Regions from separate parts of the Mus musculus genome. Here region 1 is linked to region 2. Evidence: chromatin contacts called from public capture Hi-C data. All regions are on one chromosome and are shown on one strand. Each heading gives the region's core, a stretch centred on a gene start, on an enhancer-like site or on the middle of the called end of the contact. The rest is flanking DNA. Distances are from core to core; before and after follow the strand shown. Region 1 has its middle 37 kb from the start of Gm40160. Region 2 overlaps Gm33809 (a long non-coding RNA gene).

Region 1 (5,152 bases), core at 267-2,766, 260 kb before region 2:
CACAAACTTCATGGGTTTCCTTCATATGGCAGAATACTTATTTTTGTTGTTACTATTTCAGAAGGCTGTGAAATTCAGCCTTTCTAGTCAGATGAGAGCTTTCTGAACAGCCTTCCCCAGGAGGTAGCAAGGCAGACTCTTGCTTGCTTCAAAACTTCCCAGTGCCGTCTTTCTCCCCATCCAGATTAAACCTCAGAGGATGCCACCTTAAAATCGTCATGGTGGATGGAAGTCTGACTCCGGTCCTCGTCCGTCCCAGTGTCCAGACAACTTGCACTGCCATTTCATCTGCACAAACAGCTCATCGTCGGCATTTCTAGTTTTAGAAAACAATTAGTAGACAATTGCCAAGAATTACGATGTACAGAACGAGTAACAAAGACGCTTTCCTGTTCTCCTTTCTGTTGGAAGTTACCGCGCCATCTAGGTGGAGGTGAGTCTAGGGTAATGAAACCTGGCAGGGAATGCTTCTGTGTGTCCTGCCCCACAATGAATTACTGGGTTCCTTTCAAATCAAGGCTCAGTGCTAACTTTTGCAGGCTCCAGATAGTCCCAATAATGAGTAGACAGATGTGGTTAAGCTATGGGTGATGCCCAAGGCTAGGCAGCCAGATTCCTTTTCTAAAGCAACAATTAGGCAAACAAGGTACAAACGGGCATTATTGAACCTCCCTTCTTGCCACTGTGGGCAGAGCTGTGTCAGCATTTCCATTTGAAACTTTTCTTTTTTTCAGGGTCTTTTTAACTCAGCCATAAAAATTAGTTCCAAGTGAAACCTTGGCATGCAAACTTTCAGCCTCAGAACGAACCTTTTTTTTTTTTTTCTCTCCACAAATTGTCAAAAAGAGGGGGAGGGAGAGTATCAGTCTGATGGCTATTTTTACTTTTTTTTTCTTTTTTAACATGGCACAAAAATAGAAAACAGAAATGCTCTGTACTGATTGTGCCCCTTTTTTGGAACTCTGACAGGAACATTTATTGGCCATTATGAGGCACGAGTATACTTGAATTACTGTGGCTTTCTTAGACAATGTAAGGCTAATCTCATCAGTGTTCGTAAGGTGATTTTTTTCAAAAATCATTCTTGAATTTACTTCGTCTCTCCCATCACCTGGAACAGACCTGCCTTAACAATAGGTCCGGAGGTTCAAGTGCTCAGTACAGTGAGTCGCTGTGGTCTGTTTGCTCAAACCTCCATAGCCCCAAAGAGTCTGTCAATATAAATTTGGTCACCAGACCACAGAGCCTGGAAGCAGCTTTCATAGAAGCCAGAGATGCTAACTTCTTCCAGCATGTAGGGAATCAGTTGCGCCCACGTGTGAGCGTGAGCAAGTTCACAAACTCCTCCCTTGAGAGCAGTGGACTATGATCCTCCTCAATATTTCTCTAGGGAAGAATTAAAGAACCTGTAAATAGCAGCGCTCAAAACTTAATTGACATGATTCAGGCAGAGTTTTGCAAGCTTGGTGACACAGACCAACTGTGGTAATAGACTCACACTTGTGGCTAACCGTGACTCATCCCATTGTTCAAAACTTCCAGCTGAGGTCTGGAGCAAGCCTGTGAGGGTTGGAAGCCAGATGGGCTGTGACAATTTGGTACAACCTGACAAGGATAACAGCGATGAATTAAAAAAGGAGGCTCCAAGTTCCAGGGCTTATCATTTGTCAAAAACACAATGAAAGAGCTCTCGTTGGTATTATTTTATCATCATCATTACCACCCCTTTCACTCAGAATGCTGGGTTGGGTTTCGCTGAGACCATAACTACTAAACTTACGCCTCCCCCTTTGATTGTACACTTAATTTATATGTTACTAATAGCTAACTGCTGTGTAAAGCCTTTTTGATTCATGCTCTGCTTGCTTTCCTTCTGTGAGGTTTATGGTCAGGGGACCTAATTTGCCGGCTTCATTATAAGCTGAATTTTGGGCAAGATATGAACTAATGGGGTTGAATTTAGGCCCTCAACTTTGCCTCAGAAGTCAAAGCATGGCTTTGTAACAAAGAGGTATTTAACGATGCCATTGGAGCATTGAGCTTCCTGAAGCTCACATATGATTAGAAGTTAAATATCTAAAAAACCCATTTATTTGCTTAATAACAGTACCAAATTGAAGCCGTCTGTGGTTGGTACATTATAAAACCACTAAAGGACTCTTTGGAGGTACTGTGTATGTGATTACTAACTTCATGGATTTTAGCTAACACCATTCCAATCAATTCACGTCAAATCATCTTTCCTTGGGGACCACAGACCTGGCCCAGTAGCACCCTGTTTCTGTGGTCATGAGCATCACAGCAAAGTTTAATTATGTGAGTGCTAGTGTGCGCTTACTCCAAACCCTATTCTTTGATAGACAGGGTATATGTGTGTGTGTATGTCTCTCTCTCTCTCTCTCTCTCTCTCTCTATATATATATATATATATATATATATATATATATATATATATATGTATATATATATATCTCCACCTCAATTGCAGCATGAGTTACTATAGACAGAGAGCTTTTTATATGCAAGGGTTAATGGTGAATTTGGCATATTAATACATGCTTAGGCATGTCACCTAAAAAAAAAATTGTTCCAACTCTTTATCTTACTAAGCAGCCACTGTCTTATTCCTTAGTCTGGATGGAGAAACTGAGGTCCCTGGCATCATTAGTCTTGACAGAGGCCACATGTTGTAAGTCGCACTGTGACTACTTTCATCCCAAGGCATGTCATGAAGGTTTACTTTTTTGTATCTTTCCATGTTGTGTGTTGAGTGACTACACTGTAAAGCTCTGGTTCTTGTGACTGTTAGGAGCTGGGTTTGCAGCTGCGAACCAAAAGACACGATATGGCAAAGAAGGAAAGGTTTGGCTTAGATACTAGGTACCATTTCAGTGAGCAAACCAGGAAGACCCCCTGGAAGAGGTGTGGCAGTTTTGAGACTTAAAGGATTTGAAGGTTTGGCATTGCTGATTGGGAGGTAGTAGTTGTTTCTGTTGTGTGAAGGGAAAGAAAGGAGGAATCAAGTCCATTGTTGGGTAAGACAGACAAACCCGAGGAAAGAAATAAGAGAGGGTGTCTACGTTAAGTGGAGACCTTGAGAACCAGCTGAGAAGCAGAAACATCTCAGAGAAAAACAGTGATCATTCGGTTAAGCCTCAGCTTAGAAGAACATCGTTGTGTTCCTTTGTCAACCTGGCTGCGGAGACATTGAGAAGAGCTTTGTGCTCTTGCTTGGGAACTGGCTTGTAACACACCTTCTCTTAGTGAGGCAACAGACACTCCTGCTTCCTTCCTGGGCCTTTCGGGGGAGGCCGAGTGAAGCTACTTCAGTCAGAGATCTTCAGAGTGTCAAGACTGGAGGACTGGGGCAGCAATTAGTCTGTGTTCAACAGAGCCTGTGGCCGGAGTCTTTGTTGCTGGCAGCCTTTCAAACTGACAATCACAAAACAACCATATCTAGGATGAAGATCTCAGCCTGGAGCTGAGGAAGATGGCTCAGGTGGTAAAGGCTTGCTGGGTACCCAGAAGGCCTTGTGTGAGATTCCCAGCACACCTGTTACAGCTGGGCATGGCAGTACATACCTGTGATACCTGTACTGGGGAGACCAGGGCCAGAGGACCCCTGGGGTGGATTGGCCAGCCAGCTTAACTGAACTGAGGAGCTTAAAGTTCAGTGAGAGACTCTGTCTCAAAAATAAAGTGAAAAGATTCAAGAAAGTCACCTTGTTTGGACCTCTGGCCTCTCATGCTTGCATGTATGTATGCACACTCAACACAGATATCCCATATATGTTCATGTACTCAAACACACATGAGCGAGTACACACACACACACACACACACACACACACACACGTAGCTGCTCACATTAATATCCAGAGCATCCAACTAAGTTCAGTGATTCTTAACCCATCTCTCTCTAAGAGAACTTACCCAGTCACCCCAGTATCTCATAAAATCTGATCCAGAAGGTGATGTGCTCTGAAAAATCTAAATTGACACCCAGCTATTAATGAGCTAACTCATCATAAAGCTGTCATTGGGATGGCTGGATGCAGCCACCCACTCAGAACAAGATCCTATTGGAACCCATTCAAAATAGTCAGGTTTGGCTTGAGTTGTCTTTGCCAAGCATTGGAGATTCTTAGAAGACGTTCTTCTGGTGCCACAGGTGGTCCTGGTTTAGCCCAAACAGGTGACTCTTGACATGGGAAGGCATCTCAAGGAAGTCCTTTAGAGATTTAGATCATATTTTGTCAATGTGCCATATCAAAGCTGTTTCTGTAAGTGAGGAAGATGGCCATTTTTCACATGCTGTAGAGGGTGAGAATGTGGTCTGTGGGGCCACACCCTTTGCCCCAGGACTTGTCGTGCCTCCTCAGACAAGATCTGTGATTTGTCAGGACCAAAAGCAGCCACTCGGCCTGAGTTCCTGTGTTTCCTGAGCTCTGAGTGTTCTTTCCTAATATATCTTTGAGGCTGTGCAGATTATTAAGCCTAATTAGACAGAGTTCCCCTCAGTTAGGATAATTAGCAGGTACCGGCTTTGAGTCAGAGACCCTAGGCTACCGTCCAAACTCTCAGTATCTGAAAGACTTAGAATGACTCACATAATTTTTCAGATTCCCAATTTCCTTGTCTTTAAGGCGCGCAGAGTAACAGTCCCTCACAACCTGAGCCTTGAAAAGTATCAAACAAGACACCTCATGGGAACTTTCTTAAATGGACTATAAAACACTCTTCGAATGTTGCGGTAAATAAGGATGAAAATATGAATTTTAAAATGTGATAATGTTTGTATTGACATAGTTTATATCTGTGTATAATATCTCTCCTCCCACCACCCCCTAAATGCAAAACAAACAAGAAATTGGTTTTCGAAAAGACTGCATTCCTGCCAATTTTTTATTCTAAATTGAGTGTTATTGGAAGGTTACAAGGCACGAAAAGCGGCACACTCTAAATCATTCCTCTTAAAATATATCAACATGTTTGCAGTGGTTGTTTAAAGGTAGTGAGGATGGTGGGGAAAAAAAAAACCTTCAATTTTCTCCTTCTGTAGTCTCAATCATTGATCCATATTTGTGTAATCATTAAGCAAAAAGCATTTAAAAATAAATCTTGTGGTTTGCTCGTAAAGATCTCTACTCAA
Region 2 (4,737 bases), core at 878-3,377:
ATGAAGAATATGAAGTGGAGGACAAATCCCCATGGAAGGATCTGGGATAAGACATCCCCGACTCTTTATCAAGTAGTGAAATTAACTGAGAATGCTTCGTACGGCTGCGCCCTGAAGCCAAGTGAAATTCATATGAGATCTTTCTGGGTTAACCCGCCAAACCAGAGAATTAAGGTATAAATACCCACTTCAATCCCTCCAGCTACCTGCTCCCTTCTGAGCAGAAAGTTCTGCGGGAAACTGCACTTACGGGCTGGTTGTCTTAAGTATTTGCAAGTGAAATATAAAGAAATTAACTATTTTTTTAAATCAAAGAATATTTGTAAATACCTATCTTGGCTTGGAATTTTACTTCAAGTAATTTTAAATAAGTCAAGGGAAAATGCATAATTGATACGGAGTAGATGTATGAAAAAAAGTCCCAATACTATCAAGAGAAACACTATGCATTGGGAAACCATTTCCTGTGCTTAAGCACTTTTAATGTTGTATAGTGTGTGTGTGTGTGTGTGTGTGTGTGTGTGTGTGTGTGTGTGTGTAAGTTAATATGCAAGCAGAACTCTCATAGGATGCTATTTGGTCTCCTTTTTTTATCACTCTCTACTTAATTCTTTGAGACAGTCTCACACTGAAATTGTAACTAGCTCGGTGACCAGCAAACTCCAATAAGCCTCCTGTCTCTGCTGCTCTCCACGTTGAGGTTACTTGAGCAAGTAGCTTTTTACATGACCACTAAGTCCACCCTCAGTTCCTCATGCTTGTGCAGCAAGCTTGTTTATCTACTGAGCCATTTTCCCAGCCCCCGTGTTATATAGTTTTTTAAAACCGTTCAGCTAAATGAAAATCTCCTGACCAATATGTAGCGAGAAGTAGAAAGAATAAAGTGTTTGGAGTCTGGCTCAGAGTTGCTTTCAGCTTCACTTACTAACTCTCTCATTATGGACTCATCTACCCTCTCTGGGCCCTAATTTCTTCATCTGCAACATAGAGGTAAGATTTATGTCACATAATCACGCAATATAGAAATAATGCATTTGGGAAACCAGCGTAAAGTAGATACTTTATAGTTGACAACTTTTTAAATTTCTACTCTTGATAAAAAGAATTTCACTTTCTCTCCAAGGCATCCCCTTCTCTGGGGAGTAGATCATACAAGGCACTAACAAGAGGAGAATGGGCAGTGCATCGATGCTACTTCTAGCAAAAGTCAAGAATTTCATCATGCGTTTTATAAGGAAATTAGTTAATTTTAGGAAGCAGGTAATCTTGGCTCTGTTTAAACATGAGAGGGCTGAGAGAGAATATGGTTAGGTAACTGCCTTGACATCACACCGGTACAGCTGTCGAAAGGTCATGTAACAAGGACCTCTGGAACACCACTTTGTCATTCTTGCTTCACTAATTGAGTCCTTGTAGGTTTCCAAATTCATTTCTCTTGGATATCATGTCAGATGTGATATCTATGACCATACAATTACAGTTCTCACTTAAGTTGTCCTCTAGAAAGCTGCAAAGGGCTGCCAGCGCGTCTCGGTGTCCCTGTGACTATGTCCAGAGTTCTCAATGATGCAGACTTGAATGTTTTCCTGAGTATTCTATAGGTCTTCTCCGGAAAGGGAGTATTGATTTTTCTTTACTGTGGAAAACGGAAAGAACTTGCAGTGTCAACAGTCAAATAGACCTTCCCTTTCCTGTATTTCCTTCAAATCGCCTTGGGTGACAGTTGATCAAGTATTCTGTGCTATGTCAAAACTGTTTGTGAAAATGGCCCCAGGAAACTGTAAATTTCAAAACATCCAGGGTTGTTGTTCTCAGAGTATAATAGCTAATAAAGCCATAAGGGCACAAAGTGCTCATTTTTATCCGTGGCCCTCCAACTAACACAAAGAAAGCACCAAGACATGGACACAGCTGTACTCAGTCTTCATAGGGGACCCTGGTCTTTTCAGATTAATGTAATAGTCACCTTTTTAAGAGGCGGAACAAATTTTAATAATGGAATACAAATCTTAGAATCGTCAGAATAATTACAAACCAAAACACAGTGCACCATTGTTTTGCTGCAGGCAGACCTTTGAGGAACTTTTGATGGAATGAGTCATTGTCATATGTGTCTGAATAACACCCTCCATTAATTACCATCACAAACAACCCATGAGTGACTAAGTCAAAAGCTAAATGTATTACCACTTTCTCTTCCCCCTTTAAAATACAAAACTCATTCCTTTGTTAAGTTGACCCTAAGGATCATAGTCAGTATGTATTTTCAGGATGAATGATCAAGTTTATTCTCACTTAAGTAGTTCTAGAAAGATTTTCCCTTAATACTCACCCACAGAACATTTAAGATTATGTGAAAATCATGTAGAAATTATACACCCTCTTAGTCTACATCCATGAACATTTTAATGTAAGTAATGACTACTACCTCACTTTCAATAGTAGATAAAGAATAGATAGTGCTATAAACCAAATATCTATTAATAAACAGAATGAAGTCATTGGACAGCCTATATTTACTTTAACAGAAATAGAATAAAAAGGGAAGCATCTACCTTACCCTTAGCTTTTGAAGTCTGCTTATTAAACATACTGACTTCTATAGGGAATTCCAGCTCCTTATGAGCTGCTTAGTCAGAATGGCCAGATATTTTGATATAAATGACTTAACCATTCATTCACACTACCTGAGTCCTTCACTTGCATTGAAGAAAATCCCAACTTTCCCTTGAAAACTAGGACCCTGCTTTCCACTAACTAAGCTATGAAGCTCCAACTTCAATTCACTCACAGTTTTTCTAGTTTGGATAACCAATATGAAATCTATTGAAAAGATATGTACTGCCAATATGTTGAGGTAATGGTTGTAGAACCAGACTGGGCAAAGCAGACTTAGTTCTTCCAGAATATTGGAGCCTAGTAGGTCCTTGACTGTTCCATGTAGGAATAAATCTGAAAGCACAAGGACTTCAAACACAGTTGCTGTCCTTGCCACTCAGTCTGACTCCAAGCTAGCAGAAAGGAGTGCAATAGTTCCCACCAAATAAACCAGATGCAAATTGCCTCCCCCAAAGGGGAACCAATAGTGACAAATGCCAGCTACATTCTGTCTTTCTTTTCAGCTTATTTTCTGCCTCTTTCCATTTAGTCTTTGTAGTCTGCACATTCCCCCAGTGACCTTCTGCATAGCCTTCAGTCCCTTTGTCATTCTGTACTCTTTCCTCTCTACTAATATATCCTGTCCTTTCTTCCTCAGTTCTCATAACATTGTTCCAACAGAGCCTACAGACTCAGCATCTTTCCCAAGGACCTTTACCAGTGTCTTTTTTACTTTCACCCGGTGTCTGGACTAGGTTTCTTCCTTGTTTTCGCTGTGATTCTCTTCCTCATTCCTCTCATCCGAAGGACGTGGCAACTGCTGCTTTCTCTGCATTCCATTCTCAGGAATGCCCCTGTTCTTGTCTGAACATTTGCACTGTTCTCCTCTCTCTTTTGGCATGATGAGTGCTGTGCTCTTGGAAGGGTGACCTGGGAAGCAGGCCTATCACAAGTGCATGAAGGATGGCTTCTCCTTGAGGTGGGAGATTCAGAGTTAGGTGGCAGCTACCTGATATGCAGGCAGGTTGGGAATACACAGTATGGGTGATCAAAATGTGGACGAGCCTAGCTCCTTTGCTCCATCTATTCTTTACTTCATGGGGCAGAGCAGCATTGACAAGAAGGTCAGGAGGACTCTCTAAAGCCATAGGCCTAGGGCGGGGTCCCAGAACCCTGAGTGCAAAGCCAAACTGCTCAACCACAGTGAGTTACTAGAAGGCAAGCCAAGGTCAGCTTTGTCGAAACATGTCAATTCCTGCAGGTAACGCATGGCTAGTGCCCCCTGTGAGCATGATTAGGGGTAAGTAGCTGAGGTCATGAGCCTTAGCTTCCTTTGAGAAATGGAACTCATAAAATTTGCCTGTCACTTTCCATGGATGATGTGTAAGTTGAAAGAGTGCCTTGAAAGGAATTAAAGATTTAAAAGCTATTTCTAAGAGCACCTCAAATGCTTCATCTTCTTGGAGCAAGAAAGAGCCAGGTGAACAAAGCCAATTACACAGTGTATATGTATGTGTATATGTATGTATATGTATGTGTATGTATATGTATGAATTATGAGTGATAACTGAAAGAGAATCTCTTGTATTTCTCATTCCTACAATTATACCCTTTTCTTTTAAAATGTTAGGGATCTTGTAATAAGTGTCTGTATACATCACTGACAGGCACAGGACATCAATCATCCTTACTCAGATATATATGAGGGGGCGCACCACTTTAATGTTGCAGTTTGGGGATAAATTACATCGTAAGTGTAATTATGGTTTCTGTAAGCTCATTCATAGGAAAGATCACCACCTGTCATGCGCACTGACCTCAGTAAATTAGAGGAAAATCTAGGAACTGTAGTACACGAGTTCTATGATAACAGAGACATGCTCATTCATTCTTCACCTGTTGTATGACAGTTAGAGTGCAACTATCTCATATAAATTGTAGGAGATCTTGGAATAAAAGACAGGATGTCTTCCCACCATACACTTGTAGTCTGATGTGAGAAAGCAGGCCTTACAACACTATGCTGAAAGCTGTTAGTACAAATCCATGACTCCCAAGGCAAGATGGACTGCAGTCTTTGCAGACCAAGGGGACCCCACTCTACCCAATCACGATATCCATGATAAAAGACAAATCGAA

The links. Capture Hi-C pulls out chosen DNA fragments and counts their contacts.
Region 1: a contact with region 2 is called in a capture Hi-C map of bone marrow-derived macrophages, with 5 times the contacts expected there. The contact joins two enhancer-like sites. A contact is called at or near these places in 1 of 484 Hi-C or Micro-C datasets (bone marrow-derived macrophages) and 1 of 9 other capture datasets (bone marrow-derived macrophages).

Annotation. Positions count from the first base shown.
Region 1 is chr3:143,908,910-143,914,061 of GRCm38.p6, reverse strand. No RefSeq gene overlaps it. Among named protein-coding and RNA genes, the nearest start is that of Gm40160, 37 kb to the right of the region's middle. Within about 2 kb of position 1,516, at least 48 of the 459 cell types and tissues checked have an H3K27ac peak or open chromatin away from gene starts, as enhancers often do. A contact at or near this core is called in bone marrow-derived macrophages, where this site is marked.
Region 2 is chr3:143,648,986-143,653,722 of GRCm38.p6, reverse strand. The region is part of intron 2 of Gm33809 (a long non-coding RNA gene); the gene reads right to left. Among named protein-coding and RNA genes, the nearest start is that of Gm33809, 5.5 kb to the right of the region's middle. Within about 2 kb of position 2,127, at least 13 of the 459 cell types and tissues checked have an H3K27ac peak or open chromatin away from gene starts, as enhancers often do. A contact at or near this core is called in bone marrow-derived macrophages, where this site is marked.